2 separate regions of the Macaca mulatta genome follow, and region 1 is linked to region 2. The links are chromatin contacts, called in public Hi-C maps. All regions are on one chromosome and are shown on one strand. Each heading gives the region's core, a stretch centred on a gene start, on an enhancer-like site or on the middle of the called end of the contact. The rest is flanking DNA. Distances are from core to core; before and after follow the strand shown.

Evidence for each region. Hi-C and Micro-C count contacts between places; a contact is called where the count stands out from the background.
Region 1: a Hi-C map of cortical neurons shows a contact between it and region 2, with 3 times the contacts expected there. The contact joins the promoter of TUT1 here to the promoter of BSCL2 in region 2. A contact is called at or near these places in 5 of 14 Hi-C or Micro-C datasets (CD4 T cells, cortical neurons, fetal cortex germinal zone and 2 more).

What each region holds. Positions count from the first base shown.
Region 1 is chr14:11,472,765-11,478,098 of T2T-MMU8v2.0, forward strand. It overlaps TUT1 (terminal uridylyl transferase 1, U6 snRNA-specific), which reads left to right and starts at 3,353. Exons shown (of 9, transcript XM_077962486.1): 1 at 3,353-3,522. The coding sequence starts at 3,441. MTA2 (metastasis associated 1 family member 2) reads left to right here. Exons shown (of 18, transcript NM_001266061.1): 16 at 318-436; 17 at 545-693; 18 at 918-1,726. The coding sequence ends at 1,083.
Region 2 is chr14:11,350,268-11,354,877 of T2T-MMU8v2.0, forward strand. BSCL2 (BSCL2 lipid droplet biogenesis associated, seipin) reads left to right here and starts at 1,383. Exons shown (of 12, transcript NM_001260552.2): 1 at 1,383-1,756; 2 at 3,582-3,797. The coding sequence starts at 3,711. The region is part of intron 1 of TAF6L (TATA-box binding protein associated factor 6 like); the gene reads right to left. GNG3 (G protein subunit gamma 3) reads right to left here and starts at 3,258. Exons shown (of 3, transcript NM_001267786.1): 1 at 2,980-3,258; 2 at 2,500-2,599; 3 at 1,488-2,219. The coding sequence starts at 2,598. The coding sequence ends at 2,091.

The sequences.
Region 1 (5,334 bases), core at 2,103-4,602, 120 kb after region 2:
TCCCAGTCCGTTCCCTGTCCAACATCTTCTCTCCCCTTGTTTTCTTCTTCCCCATAGTGTCCTCAGAGATTTAGTCTAACAAACTGTACTTTTGTTGTTTAATAATTTTTTTTGTAAACTATTCAGTATTACTGTACTGATTTGATAAGGTTATACTGATATTTGAAATACTAGTGATAGCTTGCCAGAACCTTACCCCATTGCTACTTTTGGGGATGCCCAGGTAAACTGCTGGTCCAGGGGAAGAGATGGAAGTAACAAAGGGGAACTGTGTAGGGAAGAAAAGGTGTGAAAGTTTTCTATTACTTTTTTTCCAGTGGCCCAGGCACCCCTGAAACCAAAAACACCTCGGGGTACCAAGACACCGATCAACAGAAACCAGCTGTCCCAGAACCGGGGACTGGGGGGCATTATGGTGAAACGGGCCTATGAGACTGTGAGTTGACAGAAAGGGGTGGGCCAAGCTGAGTTGGGTGGGCTTTTGTTTCTCATAGGAGTCTGAGAGGGTCCCTTCCCTCATTGTGCCATCCTGCCTCTTTTCCAGATGGCAGGGGCAGGGGTTCCTTTCTCTGCCAATGGAAGGCCTCTGGCTTCAGGGATTCGTTCAAGCTCACAGCCAGCCGCCAAGCGTCAGAAACTAAACCCTGCTGATGCCCCCAATCCTGTGGTGTTTGTGGCCACAAAGGATACCAGGTAGGGAGTCTACCATGGGAGGGGCTGAGAGGGACAGTCCAGGCTGTGAGTGTGGGGAGTAGGAGTTTCAGAGCAAGAGCTCTAGGAAGGTTGTGGATGCAGGGTGGGGATGCCAGAAAAGAATGGGCCAGAAGGCAGAATTGCAGTGTGGAATGTGGGGCTTCACCTGGAGGGCTTAGTGTTCTCTAAGCCTTTTCTGTTTCTCACTTGCTCTTTCTGGCCAGGGCCCTGCGGAAGGCTCTGACCCATCTGGAAATGCGGCGAGCTGCTCGCCGACCCAACTTGCCCCTGAAGGTGAAGCCAACGCTGATGGCAGTGCGGCCCCCTGTCCCTCTACCTGCACCCTCACATCCTGCCAGCACTAATGAGCCTATTGTCCTGGAGGATTGAGCACCTGTGGGGGAGGGAGGTGGGCTGAGAGGTAGAGGGTGGATGCCCAGGGCACCCAAACCTCCCTTCCCTTTCGTGTCAAAGGGAGTGAGGAGTAAGGAAGAGAGCAAGTGAGTGTGCGTCCCTGGAGGGGTTGGGCGCCCTCTGGTGTTACAACCTCGAGACTTGTCTCATGCCTCCATGCTTGCTGATGGAGGACAGACTGCAGGAACTTGGCCCATGTGGGAACCTAGCCTGTTTTGGGGGGTAGGACCCACAGATGTCTTGGACAGTTTTGGGGGGAGGGTTTTTTAATTTTTTAAAAATTTTGCCTCCCTTTGTGAAAGGGGATGGGGAGGGGAAGAGTAAACAGATAACAGGTGGTGGTACCTGGTTGGGGGAGGGGGGCGTGCACTGCCATGTCTTTTTTTTTTTTTTCCTAATTGGGGGTTTCTCTTTCTGTCCGGTGTCCGGACTATCCTAATTGGAGTTTGAGGCCCCTAAGCTGGCATCAACCCCAGGCCATGCTCGCTCTTTCCTTCCCTCCCCTCCCCCTCCGCCTTTTGTACGCCAGTTCTCAGAAATAAAGATCTTTTGTCCGTTTTTTTAACCTCGGATTCTGTAATTGGTTCTTATAGTAACAAATAAAAAGCTGTTTTCTTCAGCTTCTCCTGGCTCAGCTGTTCTTTGCCATGGGTGTGTGTTGTGTGTGTGTTGGGGGTGTCTTTGACAGGGAAAATAAAGGACAAAGGACAACAAAGGAGGTACAGATGGTTCTTGCCTTGGGAACAGCTTTATGAGATATGCAGCCTGGACCGAGGCGGCTTGCTCCAGCTAGCCTTCTTGTGGGATCCAAACTGCTCCCCAGCTCCCAGTGGTGATGGAGCCCAAGCACCATCTTGGCCCAGATTCCTTCACAGGAGTTGAGATGAGCTTTCTGGATGACTGGTGGCCTCCATAGGAAAGGAGAATGGGGGTGTTTCTTCCTCTGTTTCCCACCTCTTACTCCCCTCTCCCTTTCACTTAAGGAATTCTGGAAGTTGCTGGCAGCCAGGGTAACATGTATACCACCTTGGTGGTGGTGATGGGGTTATAGGAGGATCTCCTCACCTAGCTGTGTGGTGTATTTGGCAGATGAGAATTCTACCATTGAACCACTCGAGCACCTCTGGGTGTATGTGTACAGCCTGCTGCTTCAGGATCCTCAAGGCCAGTCTCAGCAACTGCCTTGATACCCTGATCCACTGTAGCACCGTTTCCTGCCTGAAAGGTTTGGGACACTGAGATTAGATGCCTGAGCAGGGCCCATTAGAAGGAACACCTTAGGAGAGACAACAAGAAGTTCAGCCTACTATATGCTCCTTGGGCACTTCCTTTAGAGATGGGGAACAGCCTCGGCAGTTGTGACTCGCTCAAGGTCAAAGACCATGGTGTCTGCCTTCGGTCCACTGCTCTTTGCGCCATTCAAAGCTGTGGGCTGAGCCCATCTGAAAGTCCTCTCCACCTCCTTATGATCCCTGTCCCTAGGGCATCCCCAGCTCCTCTAGTCCCTCCCTGTACTGAGCCTACACCTCGGCGGTGTTGGGAGGAACTGACAATTATACCAGATGGGCTTTGACAGCATTCGCCCCCTCCAGTGTCTTCACTCAGTTACCGGTACTCGGTTTTGTCTTGTCGCACTGCTCTGGGGTACGCCAGTGGCTCTGGCTCCTCGGGAGTACACCACGCAGCCCACTACTGCGGAAGGAATGGGCCTGGCTCCAGGGACCTTGTGGAGTCCGGAAGGTGCCCGGTGGTGGCAGAGCTCCCCAACCAGGGCTAGAAGCAGTCGCAGAACACCCGTTTTGCGAGAGGACAGGGGGTGGAGGGAGGGAGTAACAGCCCTGAAAAGGTTGGAAGTCCAGGAACAGCCCTGGGCTCCGTGGGGCAAAGGATTGGAAGCCGCCGATCCTCTGCCTTTATTCGTCGGGTAAATAAGGGTCGAGGGTACAGACACAAGGGTATCTACTGCGGGGTGAAGGAGCTGCAGCTAGACGCTACCCGGCGCCGGCCTTTGTGGCTGCTGTCATAAATATTCACGACGCTTTGGGCCAATCAACGCCTGAACAGCTTAAAGCACACCAATCGGCTTGCCGCATGCAGATAAGCATCGTAACGCGCGGCTTTTCCTAAAACGGGCGGGGACTCGACAGCGGCTAGGAACGGAACCCGGAGTCGAAGGAGCTTGGTTTCCGGAGGAGTGTGTCCGCTCAATTGGACGACTTATGTCACTTCCTATCGGACCGGCGGAAGTAGCTTCCGAGCGCGTTGAGCTTCAGAGAAGTGGGTTCCGGTCGTGGCAGAGGTGCTTGTGTTTTTGTCGGTACAGGAGAGTCGCTATGGCGGCGGTGGATTCGGATGTCGAATCGCTGCCACGTGGGGGTTTCCGCTGCTGCCTCTGCCACGTTACTACAGCCAACCGTAAGCGGTGGCTAGTGAGGGACCCGGGTGGTTGCGGGCTTTCGTCTTTTGATCCTGGCGAAAGTTAGGGTTATAGGTAATCGTTCCTGTCAGGTCGGTTGGTAGGGTCTCTCACCTGCGTTTTTACTCCGCAAGTCCGAGGGGATTTGGAGAGTCGGGAAAGTCCCACCACATTACACTCCTTCTCAGTATACGAAATCTCCACAACGCGTTTCATTGTTTTATTCCTTCTTTAACCATCATCTATTGGACATATGCTCTGTGCCTGGTATTCTGCTGATCTTTAGGGTGGGGGAAGGGGGTTCAGAGATGAAGGAGCTCACCGTTTAGAGATGGAGAAAGTTTCAATGCTTTATAGATATGTTTGGAGAACTGTGGGACCACAGAGAATCAATAACTAAATCAGAGAAGCCCTACAGAGGACCTACTCAAAGGCGGGGACGGATGAAATAGATGGCATGAATGACTAGACCATAAGATACCAGTGAGGAAGGGACAGAAGATGGGTTTGGAAAAATGGACAAGGTTCTTGTATGACAGAGAAGGGGTTCACTGTAACTTCAAATTCCACTTTTTTTTTTTTTTTGAGACAAGGTCTCGCTCTGTCACCCAGGCTGCGGTGCAGTGGTGTGATCTCGGCTCACTGCAGCCTCAACCTCAGCTGCAGAGTGATACCCCCAGCTAGTCTCCCAAGTAGTTGGGTCTACAAGCGTGTACCACCATACTTGGCTAATTTTTTTTTTTTTTTTGAGACGGAGTCTCGCTCTGTCGCCCAGGCTGGGAGTGCAGTGGCGCCATCTCGGTTCACTGCAAGCTCCACCTCCCAGGTTCACGCCATTCTCCTGCCTCAGCCTCCCGAGTAGCTGGGACTACAGGTGCCCACCACCATGCCCGGCTATTTTTTTTATTTTTAGTAGAGACGGGGTTTCACCGTGTTAGCCAGGATGGTCTTGGTCTCCTGATCCCGTGATCCGCCCACCTCCGCCTCTCAACGTGTTGGGATTATAGGCGTGAGCCACCACGCCCGGCCTTGTCTAATTTTTTAATTTTTTGTAGAGATGGGGTTTCACCGTGTTGCCTAGGCTGGTCTCCAACTCCTGGCCTCAAGCGATCTTCCCATCTTGGCCTCCCAAAGTGCTGGGATTACAGGTGTGAGCCAATGTGCCCGGCCCTACTTTTGAAGTCTGGAATCACAATCTTCCCTAAACAGGGTCTACTTCCATTCTTCCTTTTCTCTGTGAATGGCACTATCACTGTTCATCCAGTAAGCCAAGCCAGAAACGTAGGAGTCTTCCTTGGCCCCACATTTACTTTAGTGACATCAAGCAGCTAACTCATAATAAAATAATAGCAATGGCTAGTTTTTCTTTTTTTTTTTTTTTTTTTTTTTTTGAGACGGAGTCTCGCTCTGTCGCCCCGGCTGGAGTGCAGTGGCCGGATCTCAGCTCACTGCAAGCTCCGCCTCCGGGGTTTACGCCATTCTCCTGCCTCAGCCTCCCAAGTAACTGGGATTACAGGCGCCCGCCATCTCGCCCGGCTATTTTTTTGTATTTTTTAGTAGAGACGGGGTTTCACCGTGTTCGCCAGGATGGTCTCGATCTCCTGACCTCGTGATCCACCCGTCTCGGCCTCCCAAAGTGCTGGGATTACAGGCTTGAGCCACCGCGCCCGGCATGCAATGGCTAGTTTTTCAACATTTACCATGTACCAGACTCTCTGCCAAGTGATACATGTGAATAATACCTGTGTGTGAGGTGCTAGATACTGTTATTTCCATTTTATATCTGAGGAAGTTGAAGCATAGTGAGGTTT
Region 2 (4,610 bases), core at 133-2,632:
GCCGCATTTGTCATTTAAGCATGTACAGTACAATCCATTCATTGGGTATTTGGGTGCCTGATATGTGCCATTGTCAGGATACAGGGATTAAAACGGATCTGATTGATCCTTCCTGGAATTTTCACGGTGCCAAGAAGGAACTGAGGCTCCTCCTCAACAGAATGGGGGTAGGATCCCACTCCAGGAGGGCAAACTTTTCTGTTTGTTCATCTCTAGGATGAGGGAATTAATTAGAAGCTCTCCAGGACTTAGAGCTCAGAAGTTGCCATCAACAGTAAAAAGCTGCTTGGGAGTCCCTGGAATTCATGAAAATATCCTTAGGAGGAGGCTAAGTTCAGTTGCTGGTGATAACACCCTTTCTTCCTTTGGTTTCCTCTCTCCACTTTGCTGTCTTCTGTGCAAAGGTACCTGGAAGCTGGAGGTAATCAGCTGTCCCTACTATTTCAAAGCAGCCTCCCTTCCCAAAGTATATCCAGGCACAAAACAGCTAGCCCAGACTTTTCCTCAGAAGGATGCGTCCCTGAGTTTAGGGGACCTTGACTCTACGAGGAGCACACATACTGGGATTGTTACGTTCTTTGCTTTGGCCCTGGTCCCATCTCGGCTCTGTGCACCCTTGGAAGGAAAAGAGTCTAGGAGGCATTCTGGTGTTCGTCAACCTCCGCCATGTTTGAGTCCTGGAGATGACCATGACATGTTAAGCCTTAAGTTTGGTCCTTGCCCAAACAGCATGCTGGACTCCCGCAAGGCACATTAGGCGTGGGGCCACAGCTTTCTGGCTGATGTGGCTGAGTCGGCCTAAGGGGAAAATGAAAGTAAAAACAAGCCCCAGTTCTACTAGGAAACCCAAACTGAGCAATTTCAGGCTTATCCAGCTCCTGGGAAGACCAGGAAGCGACTGAGGAGCGGTGCACCGAGACGGACATCGCTGGGGGTTAACCCCCCGCCGCTAATATTTCCGCTCCAAAGCTTGGCAAGATGTAGAAACCTAGATTCCCTTGCAAGATCCACGCGACCAGCGTCGGCCACACTGTGCTTCCTGGGGTCCCCTTGTTTAGTGCTTCTTCGTTATGGCCGCCCGTGTGCCTTCGGCTTAATGGGGAGGACATCGAAATTCCGATTTCAGGGTCGCAGGGCGCGGGCCCCGACTTGGAGAAGGAAGGGGCAGCCATTTTGAGACCAGAAGAGGGTGGAAGGGACCATATTGAGAACGCCTGTTCCCTGGGGGCCGCCATTTTAAGAGACGCCCTGTACGGTAAACTCCTTGACGTGGGGGCCGCCATCTTGGTACGGCCATCTTGGAATGGGAGCGGCTGTGGGCGCAGCCATCTTAGATATAAAACCGGCTCCAGTCGGGGTAACTGAAGCCAAGCTCCGCCCCTCCCCCTCTAAGAGTTCCTCTGCTGTGCGACTGCACTCCCGCACCCTCCCCTAAATCCACCCTCTTCGGCCTGTTTACCTTTTAACTTGGCTTCGTTGCACGTTTGTGTGTGTGTGTGTTTGTTCTCCGCAGCCTCTTGAGCGTCTGTTGTACTTAATTCTTCCACTGTGGACGCTCTCTCGCGCCCGCCATCCCCCGACCCGGCTTTTCTCAGATCCTTGACAATGTCTAGCCTGTTTTGATTGGCTCTATTCCCTGGGTATGGCAGATCTATTGCTTGATGATCCTCTCCCCCCAAGAATTCTAACACAGGAGCTGTCCTGAGGCTCTGGATGACTTTATTCTTCAAATGGCTTTACTCTCCAGTAGCTCCAGGTGAGACTGAGAGCTAGAACCTGGCCCATCCCTCTCTCCATTGTCTGAGCGGGTCATCAAAGGAAGTGGGCAGGACGCTGGCAGTCTGACGGGGCCCTGCTGTGGGTGGAGCAAAGGGTGCCTCATATCTCTGGGGTGCTTGGGGTCGGCCACAAAGGTGGAAGGAAATGGGGCCGACAGATGAGGGTGGGCCTTGTGCTTCAAATAACCTCACATGGTCAGGCAAGGGTTAGGGATGGGATGCAGGGAGCCTCAGGGGCTCACGACAATTACCGACCTAAGGAAGGGCGCAGGAGAGGGAAAAGGGAGGAGTTGTGAGAAGGGACAGGGTTGCTCAGAGGAGAGCACAGAAGAACTTCTTCTCCCGGAAGGGGTTCTCCGAAGTGGGCACAGGGGTGATGAGGGGATCCTCACAGGCGTGGGCATCACAGTAAGTCATCAGGTCTGCGGCTGCCTTGGACACCTGGGACAGCCAGGAGGGGTACTGTTAGCCAGGACCTCTAAAGGGTACTGCAGCCTCCCTCCCCAAATGGGTTCTCTTTTGCCATCTCCAGGGCTCCTTATGACTGTCTTATTCCTCATCCCCCACAGAGACCTGGGGACAGCTCTCTGCAGGGCCCCAGACTCCTCCCCTGACCTCAGGGAGTGCAGGAAAGAACGCATCTCTTATCCTGAGCTTTGGGAACCTGCAGCACAGCACGGCCTGGCCAACTAATGGGAGAGCCAGCCAGGGTCCCACCTACCTTTATCCGGCACAAGCTGGCTTCAATCTTAAGCTGTTCCACCATCTTGCGTGCTTGCCCAATACTCATAGTGCTGTTCACCGGGGTCTCACCTTTCATCCTGGAAAAAAAGAGGGACCTCTCAGGGAACCGTCTCAGCTGGAGGCCCTCCTCCATGCTCACTCCACACCAACCTTTACAAGGCTGTGGTCATACCCCAATATTTTGTTTCCCTCCTATCCTCCTCCTCCTCCAGTGGACTGTCTCATCCCTGTATTCCTCATGGAAAAAATAGGGTGGGATGAGGTGCTCCCCAAACTCCCTCATGGCCTGGGCCACAGATCGTTAAACCTTACACAAATGATGTAAGACTTTTCAGCCCTTCAAACCATGTGTGTTCCCAGCTCTGAAGACCTCAACCAACCCTGATGAGGAGGGTACATCACCTCTATCTGCTCCAGTGAGCCCCAGCAGGAGAAAAACAGGCTGTTACCTACTCACCTAAAGCCACAAGCAGCAGTAGCAGACCTGGGTGTAGGGTCAGTGGAGGGTACCAAAACCTTCTGCCTGAGATGGGTGCCCCACCCTGCAGGGAGTTGCAGCTGAAAGTATCTGATGCAGAAGCAGTGACTATAGGCAAGGAGGCCACTGAGGAGGGTCAGGCCAGAGGTCCGTCCAGGACTGGTCTCAGTTTCTGCAGCTGAAGCACTGCCTGGATGGCTGGTACCTGAAGGATGAAGGATGCTAGAAGGAGCTGCTCAGATCCTGGAACATACCAACTGCCTGGCCAGTGGGGGAGCCTAGCTGCCTGCATCCCCTGCGCACACCCCCACTGTCGCTGGTTCACTGCCTGCCCCTCCCCCATTGCAGGCATCCTGAGTCTGGGCTAGAGCCCTCCCCAACAGAGCTGAGGCCAAGGCCGACTCCCCCTCTCAAATGGGGTGGTCTGGGCCTATGACAGCCCCTGCAGTGGAGTCTGTACTGGCTGCGGGGGACCCTGCTCATTTGAAAATCTGACATCAGCTGGGCAGTCGCCCCCCTCCTTCCTTCCTCCCTCTACCCTGACACAGCACTTAGCACCTGAATCTTCGTTTCTCTCCCAGGGACCCTCCATTTTCCATATCCAGGAAAATGTGATGCGCCACAGGTATCAGCGTCTGGATTGCCACTTCACATCTTAGCCACAAGTGACTCAGTGGAAGATCCAGAGGCAGCAGAGGCTCGTCAGGAAGATGTCTACAGAAAAGGTAGACCAAAAGGAGGAAGCTGGGGAAAAAGAGGTGTGCGGAGACCAGATCAAAGGACCGGACAAAGAGGAGGTAGGAGGCCTTGTGGGGACAGTCAGCAGAAATATACTGGAAATAGGTGGGCTGGCGTGAAGTAGGGGGTGGTGGATTGGTTTGAAGAATTTCATTCATTTTGAATAGATTACTTCCCACGCCCGCAACAGTATGCAAAGATGTACACAACACTGGCCTTGCCCTCTGAAGGACTTTATCTGGGGTAATAGACGTCTACAAAATAGAAGATACCACTTGCCAAAAGCTAGTCTAGATAATGTGCTGTGGGGACTCTGAAGACTGCATCCAGTTAGGGTCAGAGAAGGTCCACAAAACGCGGAGCTGAAATGCTACCACGCTGGGAACAGGGGACTAATCTGCCTGCGCAACAACGCAGGAGGCCCAGGTTGCCGCAGACTGCAACATGCTCTAGGCGAATGCCCCCGCCTTAGATGCCTAGGGGCTGTGGGCGATAAAAATCAGCGCCAACTGGATGACCGTCTCACTTGCCCGCTTAGCCGGTGAAATGGCCTGTGGTGAAGGTGTGCACAGAGGGATGTGATTGCAGTCTCGAGGGAGGGCCAAGCGGAGGCTGCAGTCAGCGCATCCCCTGGGGCATATCTTGGGGCCTGCAGGGAGGCAGGCGTCTTTCCCCTTTGGTCACGGTAACCGGAGGCAAACCTGCCGCACAGAGAGCCAGCGGCGAGCGCAGAGAGGCGCTAGCCTCGCAGCCCCTGAAGGCTCCGCCCCGCTGCGCCGGACGCCGCGCTGAACCCCGCCCTGGGCCGAAGCCCCGCCTCCCAGGGCTACCAAAGCGGCTGGCGGAGAGGGGCGGGACTTCCCCGGGAGCCG